Linked DNA regions of Sus scrofa: region 1 is linked to region 2. A link is a contact called in public promoter capture Hi-C data. All regions are on one chromosome and are shown on one strand. The core of a region is the stretch at or near the end of the contact, and the rest is flanking DNA. Distances in the headings are between cores, read along the strand shown.

Region 1 (6,752 bases), core at 786-3,285, 71 kb after region 2:
TCTGGTGTAGGCTGGTGGCTACAGCTCTGATTAGACCCCTAGCCTGGGAACCTCCACATGCTGTGGGTGCCGCCCAAGAAAAGACCAAAAAAAAAATCTTCTGCCACATATTTTGACATTTCCGGTTTGTTCCTTTGCTACCTTTGCCCTCCTACTTGAAAAAAAGTCCCCAATCTCCTTCATATTTTGGTGCAATTCTCCTTTCTCTTCAGGGTGTATGTTTCCCGTCCAGCTGTTTTCTCTCTGGGCTCTGTCCATTGAGCCTCTTTACTGTAAAAGGAACTATCATGTATGTAATTCTAATCTTAGTTCTTTTTTCCATGTTAGTTACATGCCCTCTTTTATGTTTTTCAGCACAGATTTCCAGCAAGAAGTTTATGTAATATACAAGTAATAGCTCTAACAATATCTCCAAAATCAAACACACATTGAGTAAAATTATGGAAACTGTTAATCATTTAAAGTAGTCTGGTAATGCAATTTTTAAATTTTCCAAAACTCAGTACTAGGCCACACCTCTCTGGAATACGAGGATTCGCTCTGAGCACCCCTCCCCCAGTGGGCCCTGTGCTCCAGACGCCTCAGTCTAGTCCCAGCCAATATGCAAAGGGATCTAATTCCTTAGCTGCTCTGGAAAAAAAGAGAAAGCTGTTGCAAAAGCTATGTTACATGCCTTCGCATATTTTTACAAGTAGCACAACAATATACAGAAAACATACAGAAGAGGAAAGAAATCAGTTCCTTGGAGCTAATTGATTATTTAGAGTAGAATGTGCTCCTTTAGCAGGCAGCCAGCGAGGAACTGAAGCGAGAAAAAGTAAACTATAAATGTTAGAGAGGAGCCTCAACATCCCCCCATATATTCCGTGTGAAAGTTTCTCCTGCCCAAGGCACCCTTTGCTTTGCTTTTTGCCCTGCCTCAGAAGAGGTGTCGCCTCTTAATAACTACGCTAATTATAATGCACAATAAATGATAATTTATGGGTAACTAAGGACCAGGAAGCCTCTTGGAGTCGTCATTTAAACAACAGTACAATTACAACCCCAGGAGGGACGCTATTATTAGATGTTTACGTGCCATCATCAATGTGCACAGGTAAATTTTTAAGTCCTTTCATCGAAAATTTACTTTTATTAGGGAAAAATTTCAAGGTGCACAAAAGTAGAAAGAATAGTGCAACGAACCCTCTTGTACCCACATCTAGTTTTAAGAACTCAGCTTTTTGCCAGTCTTGTTTTACCCATCCTCCATTTTTTTCCCTCTCGGTCGGAAAGCTTTAAAGCAAATATCAAAGATGACAGCATTTTACTCCCAAATATTTCAATAAGTACCCTGAAAATTTTACTTGATTATCGCAAAAATGGACCTGCACAACAAATTATAAAAGGAACGCAGGAAACCCTCCCGTGGTGGGAGGGGTTGTCACAAAGGTTACCTAGCAGTTCCGGCTCTTTGGAGGGGAGAACCGAGAGTGGTACTTCCCTGCTTAGAGCCGAGGGGGCGGAGGAAAGGGAAAGACCACCGGGCCAAGTCAAGGAATTCCTCCTACGCGGTCCACTCAGGCATGCGCAATGCAGACCCCAGAGTTGCTAAGGCCCCAAGGCAGAAAGAGGAGTAGCATACGGTGAAAACCAATCAGAGGGCTCAAAGGCCAATCAGTTAGCCAATCCGGATTCGAGAGTGAATCAGAGCTTCAGCATTCGGCTAGCCCCACCAATATCCAATCAGGGAGTCGGCTACTTTGGGCGGACTTTTCAAAACAGCGAAAACAAAACAAATCGGGGACCTTTAAAAGGTGCAATGCGACCAGAAACTATCTCCTTCCGCCCCCTCATGCCTATCGCTACCATTTCCCCCCCCCTTAGGATCAATCTCGGAATGAAGCCGATGTCCAGATTCCATCCTTCGCCTTGAAACCGAGAAGGAGGAGTGGCTCAGTAAAGCAAAGGCGAGCTGAGGAGGCCTCAAAGCTGGCTGGAGATAAGGCTTATGGGCGGAACTATTTTTCAAAGTCTGTTGCGGCAGCGTCAGATCCCTCCGCGGGGAGTCACGTGCCCCGCCCCCTTGGGGGCGTTGAAAACTCAAAACAAAAACAAGGGGTTTGCTAGGGCCTCCGCGGTGGCGGCGGCTGCAGTGGAGCCCGTGGTGGGGCAGGGCTAGAGGGGCCAGTGCAGCGCCCCAGCCGGAGGGTGGGCGCGCAGGCAGCGGGATGACGCCGGGTCTGTGAGGCCGAGGCGGCGGCGGCAGGGGGGAAGGGTCGGATGCCGGTCCGGGGGCACCGCTGAGGCTGCGGGTCCCAGACCTCGGAGATAGGTCCGGAAGCACCCGCCGCGCCCAGTCCCCCCGACCGTGACGCGGAAGGCTGGTGGAGGCGCGGTTCCAGCACGGTGAGTGGGCCCACCTAGAATCGCAGAGTTTCTTTGTTCATGGTCGGTACTGCGGGGTTCGATGTCAGAGTGCCCAGTCCTCAGCCTGGGGAGCGACTCCGGTCCTGCCCTCAATCCTAGGGCAGTGGGCGCCCGGGGGCGGAGAGATGCTGATAGGATGGATAGAGGGTCGAGGAGACTGAATGAAGGCAGTTCTTTGGTGTATCCCCCTCGCTCATTTTGCCACGGGAGCTCGCTGGGGTGGTTCTTGAATTGACGGAATCGGGGCATCAGTGGATGCAAGGGTGTTCCTGGTCAAGGGGCGGGCTGGATTTCTGTCCCCAGACCCCGATCGGGTGGGCCCTGCCACCCCAGCGGTCTCTGGGACTGAGGTCTCTCCCGTTCGGGTTCTGTTCAGAGTAGGCTCTACTGAAGCGGATGGGGAAGGCTTGGGGGCTGGACTCCAGCGTGAGGGGCTTCGGGAGCCGAGCTCCGCGGTAGAGGCGGGGCTCGGGAGTCTCCTCCCTCCTGTTCTTTGTTCGGTCGCGAGACTTTCTCTCCCCTCCCCCCTATTGTGCAAAGCCCCTGCCCCCGGGACCCTCTGCCATCCGAGTCCCTGCTGCGTTCCACTGGGCAGAAACCCATCCCCCACGACTTCAGGTGTGGCGGATGGTCCGGACACCGCCGCCGGGGACAGTTTCCTGTTTGTGAAACAGTGGGGAGGCCGGGGCTGGCCGGTCTGACCCAGCGCTGGCCGGCGGACGTGACCAAGGGCCCTCCCCCTGCCACACCTCCCTGGCGGTCGGGGAGGATTGCGCTGGGGTTCGGCTGGACGTGACTGGTCCCCTAACCTGCTCCTCGCCAGGGTGTACCGGGGCTCCCCTCTCTGGAGGTATTGGCCCCGGCTCTTTTGTGGCTTCCCCTCTCACCTCTGCCACCCCCAGGATAGACTAACTGTGTGTGGTGTCTTTGCTGCAGATGAAGGATTTGGGGGCAGAATACTTGGCCGGTCGTGAAGGGGTGCAGCTCCTCGGATTGTTGAACCTCTACCTAGAACAGGAGCAGAGATTCCAACCTCGAGAAAAAGGGCTGAGCTTGATCGAGGCTACTCCGGAGGTAAGTTCCCAGGAAAGAACTTGTTCTAGCCGCTGACGCGACTTGGGGAAATAACTTAAAAAAAATTTTTTTTAGTTGAATTAAGACTAAAGGCTGCGAAGTTTTTTAAGACTAAAATTGGTCTTCCTAGAGTACTAAGATATATCTTAATACAGAGTCATGCTTTTGTTTCTTAGCAAGAACGAGAGTGATACTAGCTCTAGGGAAGTGTTTCTTCAAATGTGGCACCCCCAGCCTGCAGCTTCTGGGTTGGAGATTCCCTGGAAATTGAACGGGTCATTTGTGGAAATACCCTCTGGCTATGCAATACTGTATAGTAGGCTCTTGAATGATTTTTTTTTTTTTTTTAAGAAAACAGGCAAGCAGCCGTCTGTATGTCCATTACAAAGGGACTGAATTATATTTTATATAACCCTCTGGAAATTTGGCAACAGTTTGCTTTATATTGAATTGGAGAATGTTTTTTATGATGTGTGCATATATATATACATATATATGTATTTAAGATTGCCTTAATTTTTTATTTATTTGGCAGCCCCATGGCGTGTGGAAGGTTCCAGGCCAAGGACTGAACCCCAGTCATGGGTCACGGCAGTAGCAAAGCCCAACCCTTAACTACTAGGGAACTACCATATGATATTTATTTATTTATTTTGTCTTTTTGCCTTTTCTAGAGCTGCTCTCAGGGCGTATGGAGGTTCCCAGGCGAGGGGTCTAATTGGAGCTGTAGCTGCCGGCCTACGCCAGAGCCACAGCAACGTGGGATCCAAGCCTCCTCTGTGACCTACACCACAGCTCATGGCAACACCGGATCCTTAACCCACTGAGCAAGGCCAGGGATCAAACCCGCAACCTCATGGTTCCTAGTCGGATTTCTTAACCACTGAGCCATGATGGGAACTCCCCATGTGATATATTCTTTTAAAAAGCAATGATATGTACACATTTGTATCTGAAAAAGTGTAGTGCTTTGGTTAAATGATAGCACTCTGTTCCCTATATTCTTGAAGATTAAGGGGAAAAAACACCTTATTTGAATCTGTGTGTATTATCCATTCATTCAAGTTCTAAGATAGTCATAAACTTTGGCTCTTGGTTTTTATTGCAGAATGATAACAGTTTGTGTTCAAGATTGAGAAATGCCAAAGTAGAAGATTTAAGGAGTTTAACCAATTTTTTTGGATCTTGCACTGAAACTTTTGTCCTGGCTGTCAATATTTTGGACAGATTCTTGGCTCTTATGAAGGTATTTAATCATTTTTATAAGTACAACTTCCATTTTTTTTATACCCAGTGCACAGTGCCTTGCTTATGGGAATTCAATAAATACTTGGCAAGTGAGTGTACATTTTTAATCAGAGTTGTGATCTTTAGTCCAGGTTAAGAGACTACAAAACTAAGTGTAGCTTAAGTCAGGTTTTGCTGTACTGCTTATATACCTTCTCTTTGAAGATACAACGAAAGGAAGACTACTGATTTTTAAGTATTCTTTATTCAGTTCTCAAAATAAGGTTTTCACATTTTCATCTCCTATTATGTTTCTCTTGAGCCTCGGTGTTTTTAAACACCTGAAACATGACAAAATGGAAGGATAGCAGTGTGTTTAAAGGTGACTTATTGCCTTCCCTATGAGAAGCTTTTCAAAGCAGGGAGCCACAGTCATATTAACAATTACCAGCAACTGTTAGAAAAATGTGATGATTCTTCTGCCGGTGGATTGCTGTCAGCTGCTGGGTCAGTTTTCAGGGCACCGAAAAGAAAAGGGCAGCCATCTGTCCATGGCAGCTTTTACATATGCTCCACTCTGCACATCTGATGCAATATCTCTCTTGGGGAAATTTGCATTGAAGTATGGGATGATTCTTAAATAGATTAGAAGAAGATAAGTAGAGTATGTTCTTTTTATATCGGAAAAAGTGTATTTTCTTGGTGTCGAAAGGCTTATTTGAGGGGAGATTGTACTATTTGGAATTTCATAAATTTGAAATACAAAGTCAAACTCTGTTAGAACCTAGCTTTTGAACTTGCGTTACAGTTTCTTTTTTAACCTGCAGTTAAATTAAATAATTTATTATTTTATTTTTATTTTTTGTCTTTTTAGGGCCTCACCCCAGGCATATGGAGGTTCCCAGGCTAGGGGTCGACTCTAGCATGCTCCACAGCCACAGCAACTTGGGATTTGAGCCACATCTGCGACCTACACCACCGCTCATGGCAATGCCAGATCCTTACCCACTGAGCAAGGCCGGGGATCAAACCTGCATCCTCATGGGTACTAGTCAGGTTTGTTAATCGCTGAGCCATGAGGGGAACTCCCTAAATTAAATAATTTAAATGCTGAAAATGTCTTTTTTATTTTTTAACGGGAGATTAAGACAGTTTAAAATTAAGAAGAGTTAAGTATAATTGTGTATAAAGCTAAGTACAGGGAAGCAGCTTGATTGTGTTCTGTCTTAAGGAGAGGCTCATTACTGTATACTTTCATTTGTTTGTTTTGTTAAATCAGTGATGGTTGTTGGAAGAAGCTTTTTGTTCTTTGTTTTTCAGGTGAAACCTAAACATTTGTCTTGCATTGGAGTCTGTTGTTTTTTGCTGGCTGCTAGAATAGTTGAAGAAGAATGCAATATTCCATCTACTCACGATGTCATCCGGATTAGTCAGTGTAAATGCACTGCTTCTGACATAAACCGGATGGAAAAAATAATTTCAGAAAAATTGCACTATGAATTGGAAGCTACTACTGCCTTAAACTTTTTGCACTTATACCATACCATAGTACTTTGTCATACTTCAGAAAGGTCAGTGGGATTACAAATTAAAATTATGTACTTTAGCATTGCTTTCAATAACAGTAAAGAATTAGAATGCCAGTGAAATTAATATTTTTATCCCACCCACACTTTCACCTTGGATTTTTAATGACAAGTCCTTAACATTGTTTACGTTTTTGTAAGTTTTGTAAGTTTTTTTTTTGGTCTTTTGTCCTTTTAGGGCCGCACCCACGGCAAATGGAAGTTCCCAGGCTAGGGGTCCATTCGGAGCTGTAGCTGCCAGCCTACACCACAGCCACAGCAACGCGGGCTCCAAGCTGTGTCTGCGACCTACACCATAGCTCACGGCAACGCTAGATCCCCAACCCACTGAGCAAGGCCAGGGATCGAACCTGCAACCTCATGGTTCCTAGTCGGATTAGTTAATCACTGAGCCACGACGGGAACTCCAAGTTATGTAAGTTTTACAAAAATGTTTTATCCTTTCTTTCCATTGTA
Region 2 (6,989 bases), core at 1,435-3,934:
ATACAACAGAAACAACTTCATTAACATGGAATTACTTTATCTATTATGATCTAATACCAATTCCACTAATAATACTGATGCCGGTGCTGTTTGCAGATCTTCACTTCACTTCTAAAAAGAGGGATTAATATGACCACACAAAAGCCTCATGTTCTAGTATCACCTCCCTGACTTTAAGCCCTTAACCTAATAATGAATTACAGGTACCTGTAATTCCAAAATAGCCTGCTCTTTCCCAATTTCCACACCTTGCCACATTGTTTTTCAACTGAAATGTCCTTCTCCAGCTTGCACTCTCCTTTCTACAGAGCAATGGTTTGCATTATATGTACTTGGACATAATTCTACCTTTGCATTTAATTGCTCCATGATAACTGATTATTTGTAGTCTGGTTTCTCCTACTATGAGTTCCTTGATGGCAGACATTCTCCAGAGTTGAGCCCTGTGCCTGGTAGCTTACACTTGTTAAGAGCTTAACAACTAAAAACAATGAATGCTTACTACTGCGCCAGGCATTGTTCAAAGTACTACGCCATATTAACTCATTTAATACTCGAACATAAAGGATAGTATTATTTTCAAGCCCCTTTTAAAGATGAATTCGTACACAAAGGTGAATGCTTTTCATTTTTAAAGTATTATACAATCAGAATAAAACATGTACACACATATTAAGCTTCCAATCTTGAGTTCCATTCTAAACGACTAGGATGTCACACTGCTAGATAAACTCACTTACCTAAGAGTAACTGCAAATCATCCCCACTGCACCTTCCCAACACAAGGTGATTATCACTACCAGTCTGCTCTTCATCAGTATTAAGAAACTTCTGCTCCTCAGAATCTCTGATGTGTCTGGTCCCAGACTAGCAAATCTAAATCCTATCCATCATCTATTTGCCGGTTCCCTTCTATTTCATCTGCCACAAATGACCTGGAATGGCTAGAGACAGCTAACGCTATTCTCATTTCAGCAGACACTACATAGCATAGTCAGGCTGTTGGGGCTGGAATTCTGGCCACTGGGTTCCAGCAGTCACCTAATGGGAAAGTCAATCTTATGAAGCCTAGCCTCAGTTTCCCTCATCTGTAAAAACGCTCAACTATCTGCTCTTGTGAAGATTCAATAGGTTGCAAGCCACTCAGAATGATGCCTGTCCGATGAGCCCCTCCAAGGGTTATCATCATGTCACACTGCTGCAGCTCAAACGCTGATGGCTCCCAGTGACAGAATAAAAGCTGAATACCTTGGTCTGACATTCAAAGAGCTTCACATTCCATCCGCCCTCGGAAGAGATACCTTCCACTATTTTGCTACTCAATTCTCAACTCCTGCCAAAATGATCTGCAGTGGAACCCCTGGCTCGGCAGAGGGCCTTCTTTTCAATTTTGGAGTGTTCTTATGCCCTTCGGGGTGTAACTCAAAGCTCACCTCTCCAGATGCCCGAACCCACGCAAACCCTAGGTAACGTCCCTCTCCCACAAGCTCCCGCCGCGCTGGCGGGTCACCCCATTCATCTGGCCTGCCCCCGGCTCTGCACTATAAAGCATCTTCCCCTCACTCCCGCCCGAGCACCGAGGTCTAAGGGTGGGGGTGTGTCCCCGTCTTTGTGCATCCCACGGGCTCCGGAGCCTAGAACTCTCACTAGTAGGCAATTTGCTGGTGCTACAAAAAAGTTACTTGCAGACACACAAAAAAAAGGCCCGAAAGGGGAAACCAGCGGAGCCCTTTCCAAACTGGGAAGGGGCCGAGTTGACCAGGCGGGCGTCCGAAAGGTTTCTGGGGTGGCGAGGTGGGGAGCGCGGCGACGCGGAACAGGGGAAGGCGCGCGCACAGGGGTCGCGGGGACGCGTCGAGCCCCCCGCCCCCGCCCCCTCACCTTCTCCTCCTCTTCCTCCTCCTCCTCCTCCTCCCCGGCAGAGCTGTAGGCCTCACAGTGGTGACGCGGGGTCATCCGGGGGCCCGTTACCACCTCATTTTTCTCAGCGCGCGGCGGCGGGGCGCGCGTGACGAGGACCGGGCCGACTGAGGAGGGAGAAGAGGGGGAATTGGGCCGGAGGGCGCTGGCGCTCGAGCGGGACGCACGGCTGCGGCCGGTGGGTCGGTCAGCGAATTAGTTCCATGACGCCCCCGGACCTGAAGCCGCCGCCGCGGGTCCCGCTCCTCCAACCGCCGCTTGTGCCCGGGTGGGGAGGGGGTTCCCTCTCGCCATAGGGCGGCGGGGGCCGGGGAGAGGCGGGGGGTGAGACCGGCTCTGCCCCTGCCCGGGGGAAGCACCTCCGAGGGGAAATGGTGAAAGGGGGGAAGGGGAGGAAAAAGAAAAAAAAAAAAAAAAAAAAGGAAGGGGAAAAGGGGGGGAAAATAAGAAAAAGCGAGACAGAGGCGCTGCCGCGTCCGCTCGCGGGGAAGGCAGGGGAGGGAGGGGAAAGGATGAAGAAGCGCCGGCTCCCTCGGCTCCGCCCTCGCGGACCGATCCCTAGACTTGCTCACTCCTTGTAAACAAGAGTGAATTGGTTTCCCCTTTTTTTCCTCTCTTGTGCCTTCTCCGTCCAACGAAAGCACGGAGAGGTCTGGAAAAAAGCTGGACTGTTGGAAATGGGCTGGAGAAGTCGTTGGCACCGGGGTGGGAGAAGGGAAGGCTTTTTGTGGGCTAAGAAAAGCTAAAGGTGCATGGACTCATTTTCCGTGGAGGAGCGGAAGGGCTCCTCTTCGACCTCACGGTGACGTAAGTGCCTCCTTGGCTCTTAGAAAGAGGCGTGAGGTGGCCGGAGAGCAATCTGCGCATGCGCGCCGAAGAAGAAAGACGCGACGGAGCGCTCCGTTTGGGGGGGTTGGGTTCTGTGGATGCTTTTCTGGCCGAGCGAAGCGCTACCTGGTTTTTTTCTTTGTTTTTTGGGGTGTTTTTTTTTGTGGGGTTTTGGGGTGTTTTTGTTTTTGATCCAGCCTATCTTTGTCTAGGGTTTGTAAAAGGGTTAATTGGGAAAAGGTTGACGTCTGTTGTGTAAGGATCATGCATTCTTTGTTGCCCTCGCGAAAAGTTCCTTGTTCTCTTCTTGCAATTGACGTGTAAATAGAATTGCGGGTTTTTTCCGCTGCCACGTCGTGGGTGGAGGGAGATTCTAAAGCGCATTAGAAATCGGGAAGTTAAGGGGTAAATAGTAAACACCTCTTTTAAAACGAAATGATACTGCTGGCAGCCATGGGTACCTTCTTGGTAACGTGCCAAGGGAATTCTGTCTACTTAACTGACACGGCTGAGTATTTCAGAGTAGGTTTTATTACCAGGTCTTTAAAGACTGTCTGGTGACATAAGTGTTTTATTTGGGGTTCCTTCACTGGACAGGAATCAAACCTGTGCCACAGCAGTGACAACTCCGAATCCTTAACCCACTGAGCCACCAGGGAATGCCAAAATGGGACTTTTTTTTTTTTTTGGCCATTTGCTCATCTTTTAATTATTTTGGTTATTAAAAGAATATGTAAAATTACAGAAAGTTTTGTAAGAAAAAAAAACCCCTCAAACTCAACCTTTTACAGAAGTTGTCATGTTTGTGTTTTCCATCTCTGTTATATGCCTGTTTTAGCAGTCTTAAATTTGTTTTGAGCTTATTCATAGAGCCAGACCAGGTGCTAAGCTCTAGCAACTAAATAACTAAGAAATGGCTTCTACCTTCCTAGAGTTTACAATTCAAACACCAAAAGTAACCCTTGAGCTAATTATCACTATGTAAAATCACCCAGTACATTGATCTGCTTACTTGAACATTGTATTCTCTCCCTAGAATATACGGTCTAGGTTGGCAGAGATCTTACATGTTTTATTTCACCCAGTATTCCTGCATGTAAAAGGTTTTCAATATTTGATTACTGACTGAATAAACAATTACCAGTATCAAATGTATTAAGATGCAGGCTGCTATGGAAACATTTACTCCCAGTCTAGTTAGGGATATCAGAGAAGTTCTGTGAGGAAGAGACATTTAAGATGAGACTTGAAACCACTGGGCAAAGAAGTGGGGAAAGAGTGATATACAAGAGGAAACAACCTTGCAAAGGCTCTAGAGCTGAGACATTGTAAAAATCTCTGAAAGTTTATATAGCAGGTCCTCAGAGAATTCAGGGGGAGAGAAGTGAGACCAGGGGCAGGGGACAGGTCCCTAAAACAGAATAGGGAAGGGAAGCCCAGGAAGGGTTTTAAGTGGGTCATATTTTGCTTTTTTTTCCACTTCATGTAGCTTTTTCTTAAATGACCTTTATTGCTATATGGTCTTCCTTCTATATAGGCAACATTTTTCTGCATAATACCATTCATTGTTGGACCATGAAATTACTTCTGGTTTTCACTTACTATGAGAATCATACTGGGGCACAACATTGTAAATCAACTACACTTTAATAAAGAGAAAAAAAAAAAAAAAAGACTCATACTGGAGTTCCTGTTGTGGCCAGATGGGTTAAGAATCCATCTGCAGCTGCTCCAGTCATTGTGGAGGTGCAGGTTCAATCCCTGGCCCAGCACGGTGGGTTGCTGCAGCTCTGATTAAACCCCTGGCCTGGGAACTTCCATACGCTGTGAGGCCATTTAGAAGGAGAAAGAAAGGAAGGAAGGAAGGAAGGGAGAAATCATACCAATTCCATTCCCAGATATATAGTCAAGCGAAATGTGAACATGTCCATGCAGAAACTTGTACTTGAATCTTCACAACAGCATTATTCATAATGGGGAAAAAGACGAAACAACACAAATATCCACCAACTGATGAATGCATAAGTCAAATGTGGCATATCTACACAACGGAATGTTATTTGGCCGTAATAAGGAGGTATTGATATATGGTGTAACATGGATGACCCTTGAAAACAATTGCAGTCTTTTGTGGCTGGCTTCCTTCACTTAGCATAATGATTCCATTTATATGAAATGTTCAGAATAGGCAAATCTATAGAAAGTAGGTTAGTGGTTGCTTAAGACCAAAGACGGAGAAAGGGTTGGAGAGTAGTAGGTAAGAGTTTTGGGGTTTCTTTTTGATGAAAATATTTTACAGTTAATTGTGATGGTTGTAAACTCTATACTAAAAACAATTGAAGTGTGCACATTTAAAAGATGAATTGCATGAGATGTAAGATCTCAATAAAGCTATTACCAAAAAAATGAAAGAAAAAACAAAAATAATACAATTAATAACTTCCTGTGTAACATTTTCTGGGTTATTCCTGGGTGCAAGAGCATTTACATTTTTATGGTGTTTGATAAATACCAATTTTCCAAATTGCTTGGCAGAGGATTTGAATCAATTAAAATATAACCAAGAGTTTTTAAGAGCTCTCCATTACAGGCACCAACCAGTCCAGGGGATACCACCCCCAAGTATGGCAGCTACAATGTCTTGTGGTTCTCCAACCCAGGACTCTCCTCGACAGAGATGGTGAAGGGTTGCCTAAATAGCTGGTTTCAGCATCTGCTCCCAGGGGCCTCGCCTGAATGCTACCTCGGCTAGCCAGGATCTCTGAAGTGGGAGAACAGAGGCCCAAGTGGTCAAGGACAGGGACAAGGGCAATTTTTGATACAACAGGTGACGCTGAAAGTCAAAAAAAAAAAAAAAAAAAAAAAAACAAAAAAACTCTCCATTACATACGTACATACTTACCCTTTTTGAAACTTAGTTTTATTAAAACTCTTACTGCCCATGAGATCGCCAGTGGCAATTTAGTCTAGAATACTATAAATATAAGTACAAGTAATTAATAGGTGGATAAGGAACTGTTCCAGTTATCCTAACCAAAAATATGGATATTCTTTTTCACCATTCACTGGAAAGATCTTCCTTTTTTGTTGTTTTTTAGGGCTGCTCCTGCAGCATATGGAGTTGCCCAGGCTAGGGGTCTAATTGGAGCTACAGCTACAGGCCTACGCCACAGCCACAGCAACACGGGATCCAAGCCGCGTCTGCAACCTACACCACAGCTCACAGCAACACTGGATCCTTAACCCACTGAGCAAGGCCAGGGATCGAACTAGAAACTTCATGGTTACTAGTCGGATTCGTTTCCGTTGCACCACAAGGGGAACTCCAAAAGACCTTACTTTTAATCAACATCTTTTTATAAATGGAATATTATTTTTTAAAAAATGAGTTGTTTTAGTTGTAGCAAATAGAAAGTCTTTGCAATTCCCTGAGACAATAAAGAAGGCATTAAAGAAAATATTAATATCCCTGTGTTGGTAAGGAATTCATATTTTTTCATTTTAAAAATATATTTTAGGAATATTTTGTCCTATATACTAAAAATAAAGTACCTTTCAGGAGTTCCCATAGTGGCTCAGTGGTTAACGAATCAGACTAGGAACCATGAGGTTGCGGGTTCGATCCCTGGCCTTGCTCAGTGGGTTAAGGATCCAGCGTTGCCATTAGCTGTGGTGTAGGTTGCAGATGCGGCTCGGATCCCGCGTTGCTGTGGCTGTGGCGTAGGCCGGTGGCTACAGCTCCGAGTGGACCCCTAGCCTGGGAACCTCCATATGCCAAGGGAGCGGCCCTAGAAAAGGCAAAAAGACCAATAAATGAAAAATAAACTACCTTTCTCATGGTATTTGGGACTAAAAAAAACTTAAATTTATTGACTACTCACTGTGTACCATGCATTGCACTGAGCACTTTTATCGCTTTCTCTTGTGTTTGTTCCTATAGCATTCCTCTACTGTAGGTGTTTTTGTCATCTCCATTTTCCAGAAGATAAAGAGGTAAAGTAAATCCTCAAGGCTGATCACACAGCCCAGAGGGGCACAGCCAGGATTCAAACCCACCTGGTGTTGCTCTAGAGATGTGTTTTTAGTCACTACCCTTTACTGTCTAACCCTGTGGGTATTTCTGGCTTGCACTACAGTCTTTGAACCAAAATACTCACCCTGTGGTTATTTTTGGCTTGCCTTTAATCTTAGGACAAATATTCCAAAGAAAATTTTTAGTGAGTAGTTCATATTTGTATTTC

What was found. Promoter capture Hi-C pulls out the DNA fragments that hold promoters and counts their contacts.
Region 1: a promoter capture Hi-C map of liver shows a contact between it and region 2, with 5 times the contacts expected there. The contact joins the promoter of CCNG2 here to the promoter of CCNI in region 2. A contact is called at or near these places in 3 of 5 promoter capture datasets (fetal liver, fetal skeletal muscle and liver), 27 of 47 Hi-C or Micro-C datasets (alveolar macrophages, blood, brain and 13 more) and 2 of 2 datasets of contacts at active chromatin or transcription factors (alveolar macrophages and skeletal muscle).

The regions. Positions count from the first base shown.
Region 1 is chr8:72,788,359-72,795,110 of Sscrofa11.1, forward strand. It overlaps CCNG2 (cyclin-G2), which reads left to right and starts at 2,036. Exons shown (of 8, transcript XM_003129100.5): 1 at 2,036-2,388; 2 at 3,346-3,483; 3 at 4,592-4,729; 4 at 6,031-6,281. The coding sequence starts at 3,346.
Region 2 is chr8:72,716,623-72,723,611 of Sscrofa11.1, forward strand. CCNI (cyclin-I) reads right to left here and starts at 2,685. Exons shown (of 7, transcript XM_003129097.6): 1 at 1,882-2,685.